2 separate regions of the Anas platyrhynchos genome follow, and region 1 is linked to region 2. Evidence: chromatin contacts called from public Hi-C data. All regions are on one chromosome and are shown on one strand. The core of a region is the stretch at or near the end of the contact, and the rest is flanking DNA. Distances in the headings are between cores, read along the strand shown. Region 1 holds the start of CAMK2D (calcium/calmodulin dependent protein kinase II delta). Region 2 overlaps ARSJ (arylsulfatase family member J).

Evidence for each region. Hi-C and Micro-C count contacts between places; a contact is called where the count stands out from the background.
Region 1: a contact with region 2 is called in a Hi-C map of liver, with 1.9 times the contacts expected there. The contact joins the promoter of CAMK2D here to the enhancer-like site in region 2.

Annotation. Positions count from the first base shown.
Region 1 is chr4:5,970,236-5,976,848 of IASCAAS_PekinDuck_T2T, reverse strand. CAMK2D (calcium/calmodulin dependent protein kinase II delta) reads right to left here and starts at 2,282. Exons shown (of 19, transcript XM_027456588.3): 1 at 2,133-2,282; 2 at 1,516-1,610. The coding sequence starts at 2,200. It also overlaps a transcript of ARSJ not described here.
Region 2 is chr4:5,816,953-5,823,187 of IASCAAS_PekinDuck_T2T, reverse strand. It overlaps ARSJ (arylsulfatase family member J), which reads right to left. Exons shown (of 8, transcript XM_072036893.1): 2 at 5,799-5,898. Among named protein-coding and RNA genes, the nearest start is that of ARSJ, 26 kb to the right of the region's middle. Within about 2 kb of position 2,762, at least 2 of the 8 cell types and tissues checked have an H3K27ac peak or open chromatin away from gene starts, as enhancers often do.

The sequences.
Region 1 (6,613 bases), core at 1,033-3,532, 150 kb before region 2:
AAACTGAAACTTGAGAAGCAGTACATTCCAAATGATGAATTCAATGGTAGACTTAACATTTATATTAATTTAGCCTAGCTTTCAATATTTTATCCCATTAGACATAAAAACTATGGCACATGAATAATCTGGGGCTTATCTTGCTACAGCTTTTCGTGTTGAAAGACACCTTGATCTATAAAGTCATATAGACCTCGGAGATATATTTTAAGCATCAAAATTCAACAAATCACGTTATTGTTCTGACAAAAGAAAAAGGTTAATTTGTTCAAGCAAAACTCTGAGAATACCTGATGTCAAATATCACTACTTTCTGAACCTTTCTCCTTTTAAACCTGTAAACTCTACAAAGAAGTATTCTCAATTTAAGTTTGAAAAATAACAGAAAAATCTGAAGACTAAAATTCAGCAAAAGGTAAAAAGCATGTTTTCTCATCCCTTTCATCAGCTGAAAATGAGAGCATTGATGTGATGCTGAAAGATCCCTTGCGCATGCTGTTACCAGCACGTGCCACAGGATCATAGGTGGTACTTTATGTGTAAATTTAATGAATTAATTCAGGCTGCTGTTGCCTGCAGTGACTTCTTTGTGTCAAAAACAAACCAGACCATAAACATAGGTTTACACAGTGCCACTGCTTGCTTATTCACTTCCATGTTCTTTACCACACCACAAATTCATATCAAAACATAGATAACGTTAACAGAGAATAATCCATAATCCCTGACATCCTGGTACAATCACTTTGATGTGGATTTAACAAGGAATCGACATATCACCACTGAGGCTTGCTTTCAACAGCAACAACCCACAGTACACATATAACTCCCCGAGTATATCACAAAGACTTATGCATTGACACTGAAAGTATATAGGAAACATACACGTTATGGGGAAAGTACAAACATGTGGTGTAGCAGGCATTACTGTTGGGCTGTAACAGTGAAACATTGTACCACTTAAGCAGAATGAGTTGGGTTCACAAAGGGTTATTTCATAAAATGGTTGTTTCCTTCCTATAGCATCTCATCTCGAAGTTTAGTACAGGGTAGTAGATTACACTTTTCCTCCTGGATTCAGATAGGCCTTGATTTTCATTTTTAAATGCAATGGAGGCACTGAATTCAGTAGAGCTTTGACATACATTTAAAATAAAAGCTGTAATGGAAACTTATTATTTCCCCCCCAAAAAAAAATCAGTCTGCAAAATGCTTCCAGACTGATGTTCAAGCTATTTACATATAAAAAGAAGGAAGAAGTGCATTACTTTCAATTGCTTGAGAATTTGTACAGCTTTCCATTAAACACTACAGCAACAACCACACACCTCCAGCATCAATCCACAAAACGTTTAATATTAAAAGCCAAGCCACAGTCTTACAGGAGATGAAAAAAGGCACGTTATGAAAATTAATAACTTTAATTATCACGATTTGGTTCGGTTTTAGCGCTTCCCACAAGAACGCACAAAACAGGGAGGAGGCACCGTAAGCACTCGGTTAAAATATACCCACCCCTAGCCGAGAGCTTTTTGGTGTTGATGATTTTGGCAGCGTACTCTTGTCCTGTCGTAATTTTCATACATCTCCTGACGACCGAGAACGCCCCTCTGCAAACCAAGAAGCGGACAAAGTGTCAGCGGCACCGAAAAGGGGGGCTCCCTGCGGATACGGTGGCAGAAGCGTTCTCGCCGATTTCAGCGAGCGGTGCGACGCCGAAAATTTTTATAAAAAAAAAAAATAAGAAAGAAATGAGAAGAGACAGAGAAGGAAGGCGTTTTGGGGCGTCGCTTGATATCGATTTTATTCCCCACAACGGCAAACTCGGGTCGGAGCGGCGCGGCGGGGCGGCAGCCACGTCCACAGCCGGCGGGGCCGCCGCACAGCGGGGGCTGCCCGGTGCCGGTCCCCGTCCCCATCCCGGTGCAGCTCCCGGTCCCCCCCCCACCCCCCGAGTCCCCCCCGTCTCCCCCCGCCCCAGCCGGGCGCCAACATGGCGCTGGCGGCCCCCCGCCGCCCGTTAACGGCCCCCGCAGCCCCCAACCGACGGCGGCGGAGGAGCGGGGCGAACCCCACGGCACCCCCCGGGGCTCCCGGCCGCCTTACCCACCCCCCCGTCTCCCCGTGCTTACTTCCCGAGCTCCTCGAAGAGCTGGTACTCGTCGGTGAACCTGGTGCAGGTGGCGGTTGAGGCCATCATGAGGGCGGGCGGCCGGCCGCCGGTGCCTCCGGCGGCCAGGGGCGGCGGAGGGGCTGCGCGCTGGGGCAGGGCTGGGCTGGGCGAGGCGAGGCGAGGCTCCGCCGGCTTCTCCTCCTCCTCCTCCTCCTCCTCCTCCCCGTGACGGGGCTGCCTCGGCGCTCTCCCCGCCGCCCGGTCCTCCCGCCGCGGCTCTCCCCTCCCCTCTCTCCCACCCCCTAGGAAAATAATAATAAAAAAAATAATTATTTAATAAATAAATTTAAAAAAATGTATCCACGCAGAGGCGGCACCCCGAAACGGAAAGCAAAACCGCGGCTGGGAGAAGCGGCGGCGCCTCCGTGCCGCTCTCCCGGTGCCGTGCCTCCCCCTAGCGACCCGCGCCCGCCCCGTCGCGGCTCTCTGCTGCCGCCTCGCCGCCGGCTCCACCCCCACCGCGGTGAGCCGCGGCCCCGTCGGGGACGCTGCGGTGATGGCGAAGCGGGGAAGGGAAGAGAAGAAGGGGAAGGGGAGGGGGGGGCTGCTGCAAGCCCTGAGGAAACGGATGCACCTGCGGCCCGCTCCGCCGCGGCCGCCTGACGTCAAGCGCCGCCCCGCCCCGCCTCGCCTCGCCTCGCCTCACGGCCTCGCCTCACGGCCGCAGCACCGGCGGGGCGGGGGCGGCGGCGGTCGGCGAGGGGAGGGCACGTGCGGGGCGGCGCCGCTCAACGGCCGCCAACGGTCGCCGCCTCGCGGACGCCGCTGGGGAGCCCTGAGGGGAGCCCTGAGGGGAGCCCTGAGGGGAGCCCTGAGGGGAGCCCTGAGGGGAGCCCTGAGGGGAGGCAGCCCCCGCGGTGCGCCCGTCGGAAGGCGGGGGTGTCGTTCTCCTCACCTCCCCGAAAGACACGCTGGGGAATAAAGCTTTTACACGCTGGGGGGGTTCTCGTGAAGTGGAATGTGTGCGTGTTGCTGTTCATCTTAACCTGACGGTTTCCTTTTCTAAAATGTTTAACGCCGAGGTAATGACAGCAGGTGAAGAAGCACCTCTTCGAATTACAACCTTCTAGCCCCAAGTCCAGTCTCCCGACTTCAAAATTTTTGCCACTTTAACAAAACACCCCCCAAACACAGCTACTTTTGCACGTGCCACCAATGCATAAATTAATAACCCTGATCATGTCTCTGGCCTAGCCTCTGCCAGTGGTTATTTCCCCCGTTTTGCACAGCTCGTACCATTTTTGGGATATTCCTTCCCGATATCCTCAGCGGTGGCGAGTTAAGTAATGAGTTAAATTAACATCTGCACAGCGCTTTCAACACTCAAAGCACCGAATATGTCAGCTTGCGTTACCGCCAGAGCTGCGCTACGAATCGCAGCCTGTAGCACGCGTCTACAGCACCGAAATCCTTGTGTTGATGCGCGAGAAGCCCCACATCGGAAATACAGCCACGAAATGCATCCACGCAGGTCTCTCAAAGTTCCCGAGATCCCCGAATCGAGACCTCATAGCAAGCGTTAAAAATCCGCCAGCTCTTCCCTGAGCTAACGTGCACGCAATGTGAGCGCGTGAGCCTGCCTGTGAGGCGGTTTTCCTGCCTGCGAGGCGGCTTTCGTGGCGTAAAGGGGGCCGTGGAGGGAGGCTTGGAGCTGTGTGAGCGCGCACAAAGCATTTACTGCCCGGTTCCTCTCCAGGGGACCCTTATGTGCAGCAATGTGAGAGCAAAAAGACCAGAGGATGTTTCAATTTAGACCAGCAATTTACATTGGAGCAAGAATGAAACTGCTCTCACATCAGTGAAGGGAACGTGCATAAAAAAAAGCATACAGAACAGTAGACTATTTCCTTGTCTCCTCTAACAAAATTATAACACAAGTTGTGCATAATTTTGTATAAATCTGCATAAATAACACAATCAGCAGTACTGAAACCTCTGAGTTGTCTGACGATTGTAAGTATTTACATTACAGGGGCATGTCTGGCAGGTTGCTATCTCTGTATTTGTAGACATGCAAAAATTGAACATATTCCCCTGTCCTATCTCGTTTTTTTTTGTAACAGTGCATTCTGACAACAAGCATTTGGTCAGAGTGTTTCTTAAGACGGTGCCATACATTTAATTCATCATAAAATGTTCAGTAGAAATTCTTAAAGTCCATTCACTTTCTTTTCTTGCCACTGTTTTGTTTAGCAATGACATTACAAGAATGCATGGTCCCAAGTGAGATTCAAACAAAAATTCCATTTATTTTTTTCCCCTCCTTCCCAATCTGGGAAAAAAAGAAGAAGAAAAGTCAGGAGGAGGCCAAGGAGTCCTAACAGAAATATCAAGCATGAAATTTATTATAGGAGTTCAGGAAAGAAAATAATTGTTTGTAAGATCAGTATCATAGGACTTGGAGATTGTCTATAGGGACAGATACTAGGGAAATGATGATTACCTTGGAAACACTCTGTGGGGAGGCTTTCTTCTTGTTGCAACAATCCTCTCTCGAATGCAGCTCACTCTTGAGCTGAGGCAGAACTGGAGCTTGTAGCTGCCATTTAAGTACTCCATAAATTCTCCAAATTGTTCCTGAACAGGCCAAAGCCTCCACAATGGCAGCCAAGGACCTGGCCCTCTAAGTTAACTTCCAAACCCTGGTTCAAGGTTCAGGTTTCCATTGAGACCACAGAAACTGTGGTTGATCTGTGGTTGATCTCATGGATACAGAAAGTCAGATCTCAATAATGAACTAAAACAGGCTTTAAAAAATCCCAGAACGTGTGTCTCTTCTCCAGGAAAAAAAAAAAAAAAAAAAAAAAAAAAAGAACTGTAAATAGTTGAAGTCTATAAGAAACTGAATAGCTGTTCCTCTAAAGTTTCTGAAGTTTAACAAAATGTTATAGCTTCAGTTAAATGTTATTTAACTTCAGAATCTGAAACAATATTTATGGTAGCAAAGGAAATTGTATTTATTTTTAAAGTATGCTATTCAGCAAGGTCTTCCCTTTGTATGGCTTCATTTTTAGACAGCCAAAGTGAGGTTTTCATTTTCTTTCTGATCTTGCAAATACAGATTTTCAATTTGCTTGTGTTTTGAAGGAGTCAGAAAGCTTTTGAAAGGTCATTTGTGTAGCCTGCTCATTATGAGCAGTGCAGGGAATATTGTATATTTAGTTCATGAACAAATTCAGAAGCCATTTACAGCAGAGGTCTAGACAGAAAATGGCCTCAAAACCTCACTAATCTTAGGTTTAGAGAAATAGCTGCTTTATGACCAGATGGTTGAGAACTGCTAGCAGCCCTTGGTCCTTCCCAAGGTTTCATGTGTTCTTGTGGCAAGGCTTTTCTTTACTGCCTTGGGTGACGGACTGAAAACGCTGAAGCAGTTACAGGTACATTATTGCAGTAAAGCTGAAGAACTGTAATTTGATCAATAGAGTATCCGTATCTTGTTGAACTGAAGTGTGAGCCAGACTGACAGAAGTCGCTGATTAGTGAACAATCACCTCCTTACTAGCACATGAAAAGTATCGCTGCTTTGCACCGTTCTAGAGCGGCTTGTGCTGATAATGTGTGACACCCACCTGAGAGGACCAAGAAGGTGCTTGTGGGCTGCATCTCACGAGCGAGGAGGAGGTGAAGGAAGCTGAGATCTGTGGAACAGAGCAGCAAAGCTAAACATTTCTGCTAATGTGACCGGCAGGGAGAGGGCACTGGGTAGGAGCACAGTGGGAAAGTCAGAGGAGAGGTACTGAACTAGAAACAAAATAGGAAGAGAAAGTGCTGCTTGTGAGAGAGAGGAAGGGAAAGATATTAGACAGCAGAGAGAAAGAGGAAATCAGACCGAGGGAGCTGAGGCTGATGGAGTTACGTTGCTTCTGTAGCAAGAGATGAGAAGAAAGAGAGTAAATGAGTTTTATAATAGGAGTGGAGAATCACAGAAACATAACAAAAGGAAGAAGACAGGGAGCAGAGAGAAAAAAGGTTGGGTTTTCTTTTGTTTGCTTGTTTTCTTAAGGAAGGGCTAAGTAAAAGGAAATTGAAAGAAAGTAAAACAGTTGTTAGAGTCAGGAACTAAAATAATCGATGTGAAAGTGGACAGGAAAATGAATATGCAAAGACGATGGGAAAAACAGAGAGAGGTTAATCAAAAGGTCATACAAGTGCATGTAAACAGGTGTAAGAACAGAAGAAAGGATCAATAGTAAGAAATAACACAGGGTAAGGTACTTGGGTTTGCAGCTCATTGCAGTAGTTCTGTATCCATTTGTTATTGGAGAACCGTTTCTACTGACTCTGAAAAGGGTGCACTGCTGCCTTTTCACCTTTGCATCTGGGTGTGAAATCATCCTGCTTTCCCTCCATGACTAATTGCAGACAATGCTGGGAGACGTGCTCAGGGGCACCTGAAGGGGAAAGAGAGCTCCCCATCAGAAGAAAATGCAGTTTCTT
Region 2 (6,235 bases), core at 1,513-4,012:
TTTTTTTTCTAATCTCTAGCTACAACTCTCTGGTTCAGCCAGGCCAGTCTTCTTCCATGCCGGCTCATCTTTGGGCACGTGGGGACAGACCACTCCTGAGCCATTAAGATTTCCTTCTTGAAGAGTGCTCAGCCTTCCTGGACTCCTCTGCCCTTCAGAACCGCCTCCCAAGGGACTCTGCCAACCAGTGTCCTGAACAGCTCAAAGTCAGCCCTCTGGAAGTCCAAGGCTGCAGTTTTACAGATCCCCCTCCTGACTTCACCAAGAATAGAGAACTCTACTATTTTGTGGTCACTCTGCCCAAGACATCTCCCAGCCACCACATCTCCCACCAGTCCTTCTCTGTTTGTGAAGAGAAGGTCCAGCGGGGCACCTCCCCTGGTAGGCTCACTAACCAGCTGCGTCAGGAAGCTATCTTCCATGCTCTCCAGAAACCTCCTAGACTGCTTCCTCTGAGATGTATTTCATGTCCAGGATATGTCTGGGAATTTGAAGTCCCCCATGAGGACAAGAGCTGATTTCACAACTTTTGCCAGCTGCTAGTAGAATTCCTCATCCATCTCCTAATCCTGGTTTGGCAGTCTGTAACAGACCTCCACCAGGATGCCTGCCTTGTTGTTGGCCTTCCCACCGATCCCAACACATAGGAACTCAACCGTATCATTCCCAGTCTCAGCCTCGAGTTCCACAACATCAAAACACTTTCTAATATAGAGAGCCACACCGCCACCCCTTCTGTGCTGCCTGTCCCTTCTGAAGAGCCTATAGCCAGTCATTGCAGCACCCCAGTCATGAGACTGGTCCCACCATGTTTCAGTGATGGCAGCCAAGTCATAGCCTGCCTGCTGCACGATGGCTTCCAGCTCCTCATGTTTGTTACTCATGCTGTGTGCATTGGTGTAGATGCACTTCAGCTGGGCCATTGCCTGCTCCACGCCTTCTTTGCCTCGCTCTTCACCATAAGGCGAGGCAAAGCTGTCACCCACACAAGTCTGTGGGATCAGACAGGCTGTACCAGTGGTATTGAGAGAGCTGGACAGTGTCCCTGAAAGGCTGCTTGCTGTCACTCTTGAAATGGCATGAAGACTGGGGAGAAGGTTGATAGCAGTGCACTCAGCAGAGGGCCATCGAAATGGCTGGGGGCTGAAGGACTTGACTGAAGAGCCTGAATTTTCCTTGGATAATTACCTTTCCTTGCAGAGATAAAAATTGTTACATCATTTTAAAGGACAGGTAACATTTTGGAGCAGCATGAAGTTTTCTCTTTATAGGACTTGCAACTTTTGTGCCAATCTCTACCAAATAAACCACAATATGCCACATAATGACCCAAACTCACTTCCCATTTACAGCTTCACAACGATAAACCCAAATTCTTCTCAAGAATACAGAATTAAATATTATTTCAAAAGAAACCTGTTCTTAAATAAAAACATGAGTTTATGAACCTGCCTGAAAATCTTCACTATAACCTGAGAGAAAGAATCCTTCTAAATAACTCTTGCAAAGTATTTGGACAGCTGTTTAATAACAACCTAAAAATCCTGCTACTTGAGTTATATCAGAGTTTCTACTTGTGCTTCCAGCTGGCTGATGCCTGGTCTGTGGGGACTGGAGACAAGAGCCAAAGATACACTTTGCTCTGTGCAAGGATCAGAAAATGGACAGGTGGAGAGCCAAATCATCCCCTCCGCTTCAAGGTGCCTTGGGCTGGAACTTGCACAAAAACTGACCAGACAGCCTGGAACTCCATAAAGAAATGTAGATGCAGATGCCATGTGTCTGTGCATGTAGTCTGAGACCGCTGCAATTGCTTCATGACTCTCAGGTCTTGGACGCTGATGGGTGGCCAACCTCCCTTTGCAGATGAGGCTTTTCATCAGATGGATTTTGACCTCTTGTAGAAAACTGAGCCATGCAACCTTGACAGGCCTCTGCAAGTGAAAACTGACCTTGGCTTCCTTACAGAGAAACCTGGCCCCTGCGCCTGTAATAGGAAAATGTGATATATAAAAGTTCACTCAGATTTAGATATAAAAAAGGAAAAACACATAATGTCGTAGGGCTGGGTTAAACCACCTGAGAAGTAAAGGTCATTCCATATAGTTTGTTGGAAAAAAATAGCACTGGAAGCATGTTTTATTTGAATATGCAGACCTGCTGAAGTCAAAATGTTGTGAAAACACATGAATTTCACTTTCATTTTGTTTCATGAGAAAGCAGAAAACTGGTTGAAATGTCACCGTAAGAAGAAAATATTTTTATTATTAAAATACTAAACCTTTTTCTTCATGAAGAATTCTGAAATGCTAGCATTTTGCCCCATTCTTTATTGTAGACAGACTTCAAAATTTCTAAATCTTCCACTAGAAGAAACTCTGCCTTAGCACAGTTCCAAAATTTAGCTTGCCTGTTCCTAAAGTGTTTTGTGGTGTATGTCCTATATAACAGAGGAGAAACAAGATGAGATAACTAAGATAAACAAGATAGGTAAGAATGCCTCATGCCTTATTTCTTGGCCAATTCTTGTAGCATATATGGACTTTCATGTCATATAACAGTGCAACCATGTGACAGAACTCAATATCAGTTCAATCCCTCAACTGCTTTTATACCTAATCCTCACAATATTGAGGTTGCACAGAGACAACAAGCAGAAGCAGCGCAAGGCAAAGCCTTTGACTCAGCTCAGACTACACATATGCCTTAAAGACATGTTAGCAGTAGTGGTATGTTAAACACCAAAAATATTTCATCTTATCCACAAAGAACGGTTCATGTAGAGATTAGGGTTGTCCCGGGGGGATATCCCAGTGCAGGAGCTCTGTACGTGAAACCATTCTTCCCGCCTTGCTCACCGTACTGATTTATTCAGAGTTCTGCCTGAATGCATTTGCCTGACATGGAGTTTCTTCATCTTTAAGCAATGTTTTACAGAACCCACTTCCTGCCTTGCCATTGCCAGAAAAGGAGTTTCTGGTAAAATGAGAAACAAAGCATGTCAACTAAGCATTTAATGTAAATCAGTTGTGATCTTACATACTTCATATGGAAAGCTTCTCACTGATTTGAATATAGATCACATCAGGCCCTTCAGGTACTGTGCTTCAGAAGCCACGTACCTGGGCAGGGTTCACTTGCCTGTACTGCATGAACTGCGGGGGCACTTCTCCCCACAGTCGCACCAGGAATCAGTTTAGGTGAATCCATGTCACACAATTCATTCTTCTCATAACTGACTGTGTGTCTACATTGCCAGGTTAATATTTTGTATAGAATCACTGCTGTTCATTTTTTGGCAAATTCTAGCTAACAATTTGCAGAAGCAAACATTAAATTCATGAGTTTTTAAAAAGTCCTGTCTTTCTTTGTAATAGTTTATTCCTTCAATTTATTTTTTTTACTATTAGTGGGACAATTTTACAACCTATTCAATTGCTCCCACAAGCCATTTTTACTTACCTAAACTGTTTTTAAGTATCTAAGTTTCAAAATCCATTTTTGCATATTTGCTTCAAAGGAGCTGATAAAACTTAAAAGAGCTGAAAGCATGTGGACCTGCAGGGAGGGCACATTGTTCTGAGGGTATTAATATAAGCCTCATGTTTACAATGTATGTCTTTAGGAAGGATGCTAGAAAATACTCCAAGCTGGGACAAAACACACATCCTTGTCAGTCCTGTTATCTAGATATAGGCATGTGATGGTTTACTACAGTTTCAAAAGTTATTCTTGAAGGTGTGGTGCATTCTATGGATGTACAAAGGCCTGGACAGTGGCTATGTGCTTACTTCATCATAATGCATTTTTCCCTGTTAGCAGCAGCAACAACAACAAAATCAATGAAACACTAGCCTGCAAGATAAAGAAAGAAACTGAAACTTGATTTTGTTTCCTTCATGAGGACAAATTATCATAGCTTTTCTGTGCAGTAGGCTCTGTGAGTGTCCATGGCTTGCACAGATCTCCATCATCCTGCAGCATAACTCTCTGCTGTTATGCAACTGGCATTAACTGCATGAAGCCATGTCTAGGGCTTTTCTACTTTTATAACATTACTTCCTACATTTACCTGCACCTGAAGAAATACCCTTCTTTCTCCTGCATGCACTAATGAAGGAGAAATCAGAGAAAATGGAAATTAGGTGCTAGATATAAAATGATAGCATAAGTATTTAAAATCAAACTCTTGACGTCCACTAGCTTCCTCACCCAGCAGAAAGCATTACTCATGGTAGGAATCAAAGGCAAATTAATTCAAGGGCCAGAAACAAAATCTACGGTTTGCTAGGGAACTCCAAGGAAAATGTTTTTACACAATGAAAGAAACTCAAACTTGTTGGTACCATAAATTAAGATATCATACATAGAGAATTATTCAAATTATCTAAGAAGCTTGTTTCAAATACCAGAAGTTTCAAATATCAGAGCCTGGTATATGAAAAACCATTTTGTCTGCTCGTCAGATCCCTTTTAGAATCCAAATTTAGTCAGAACTATGTGCTGCAGAACTTACAAAAGGCCAAAGCATCCAAAGCCTAGCCAAATCGATGGCATTAAAACAAGCCACTATGGACCAGCTAGCAGCAGGACTTCCATGAAATTTCAAGTGTATAAACTCTCTTTTTGATAGAAATATATGTACAGAAGCGTAATTCATTCCTCATAGGTCTTTATGCCCCTAATGGTTGGTGCAAACTGAGCCAAAGATGTTGCAGTATAGTGTCTTCTAGGTTTTGTGAGTTTTATTTTAAGGTATTCACCAAAGAGCTGGGCAAATACCCAAAGGATATAAACAGTAGAGAAAATGTAGCAGGGAAGTTCTTTTATGCTACTTGCAGAAGAGTGTTTGCAGATCCCAGAAATGCATAGAGGAGTACTCTCAAAGCTAATTTATTAAGTTTATTATTGGACTTTAAAAAGGATTACTTCCACTGAGATATATTACAGCTAGTCTAGACTGTAACAGAAATCATGACTGCAGAATAACAAGAAGGGCAAACCATGAAAAAAGAAAGATTTAGATGGAAAGAATTCTACCAGTCACCGTTTCTCTTTCTGCCACCCAGAACACTATGCGCAACAGAACAAAAATGTGGGGCTGTGTGCCAAACCATTTGGATCTAAAATGTTTTTTAGGCCTTCAAAACAGGGGCAAGAGAGTCAGTCTTTTAGCTGGAAGCAGTAGCCAGTTATAAAACATCCTCAAATATAAGCTATGTTTTTATTATGTCGACAAAATCATGTTGAAGAATATCTAGAATGTATCAATGAACATAACTAGAAGCAACAGGGTAGCAGAGACAAGACTGAGATTCTCTGTGAGCCACTGGATTTTACGTAACTGGCTGAACAGTACAGAGGACACAAATTCTGGATTTACGGGAGGCCAAATAAACCACCAAGGCAGTAAAAGAAGATGAGAATCAGTGTGTCATTTTCTCCCTTGGATCATTTCAGAGGAAAAAAAAAAAAAAAAAAAGCAGCAAAATCACCACCATCAACAAAAAAACAGCATTAAAGACAACAGTAACAAAATAAGAAAGCAAACAGGATAAAAAATAATTCTTAGTGGAGAAAAGCAAAAAACTACCCACAGATTTGTTTGGAGATTACTGAAACAAGATGAAGGACAAGCCTAATTGGTTTGCTCTGCAGTTCACAAACTCATTTGCAAGTGTTTGGTAATTCGTACAAACTGGGTGGCTGAATCCACTGCACCCAAAAGTTATGCAATTAGATGTAGGCCTTTGGCAGAAGCTTGTGCTTGCAAACATCTGCAGAGTACACACACTTACCTGGGATTCCAGCAGCACAGGTCTGTTCTGAACTGTTTTCCTCTCTGCTTTCCAGTCTCAGCATGCCAGTTTCTGTCCCGGTATCTTTGTTCTCGTAACACTGAGGAACAGGCAAGAGGAACAACATGTCACAAGTCACAACCAGCCTTCTGCTCACATCTGTACAGAGGAGCAGGAGGAGCCCAACACCTGCCTTACCCAAAAGCTGTTTGTGTAGGTTTTGATGCACCATCAAAACTGTGCCTCTCTTCCTTTTATTTTTTTTTTTTTAAATAATTAAATGTCTTTCTTTCTGAGTGTGGGTTTTGCTATGCTGGTGCAAAAGAAAGCACAAAAGAACATCATTGCTGTGAGCACTTTGCTGATAAACTGATCCTGAACAAATGAAATACTCTAATGACAGACTCTTCAGCTGATAAAGTGGGAAGCCAGAAAAC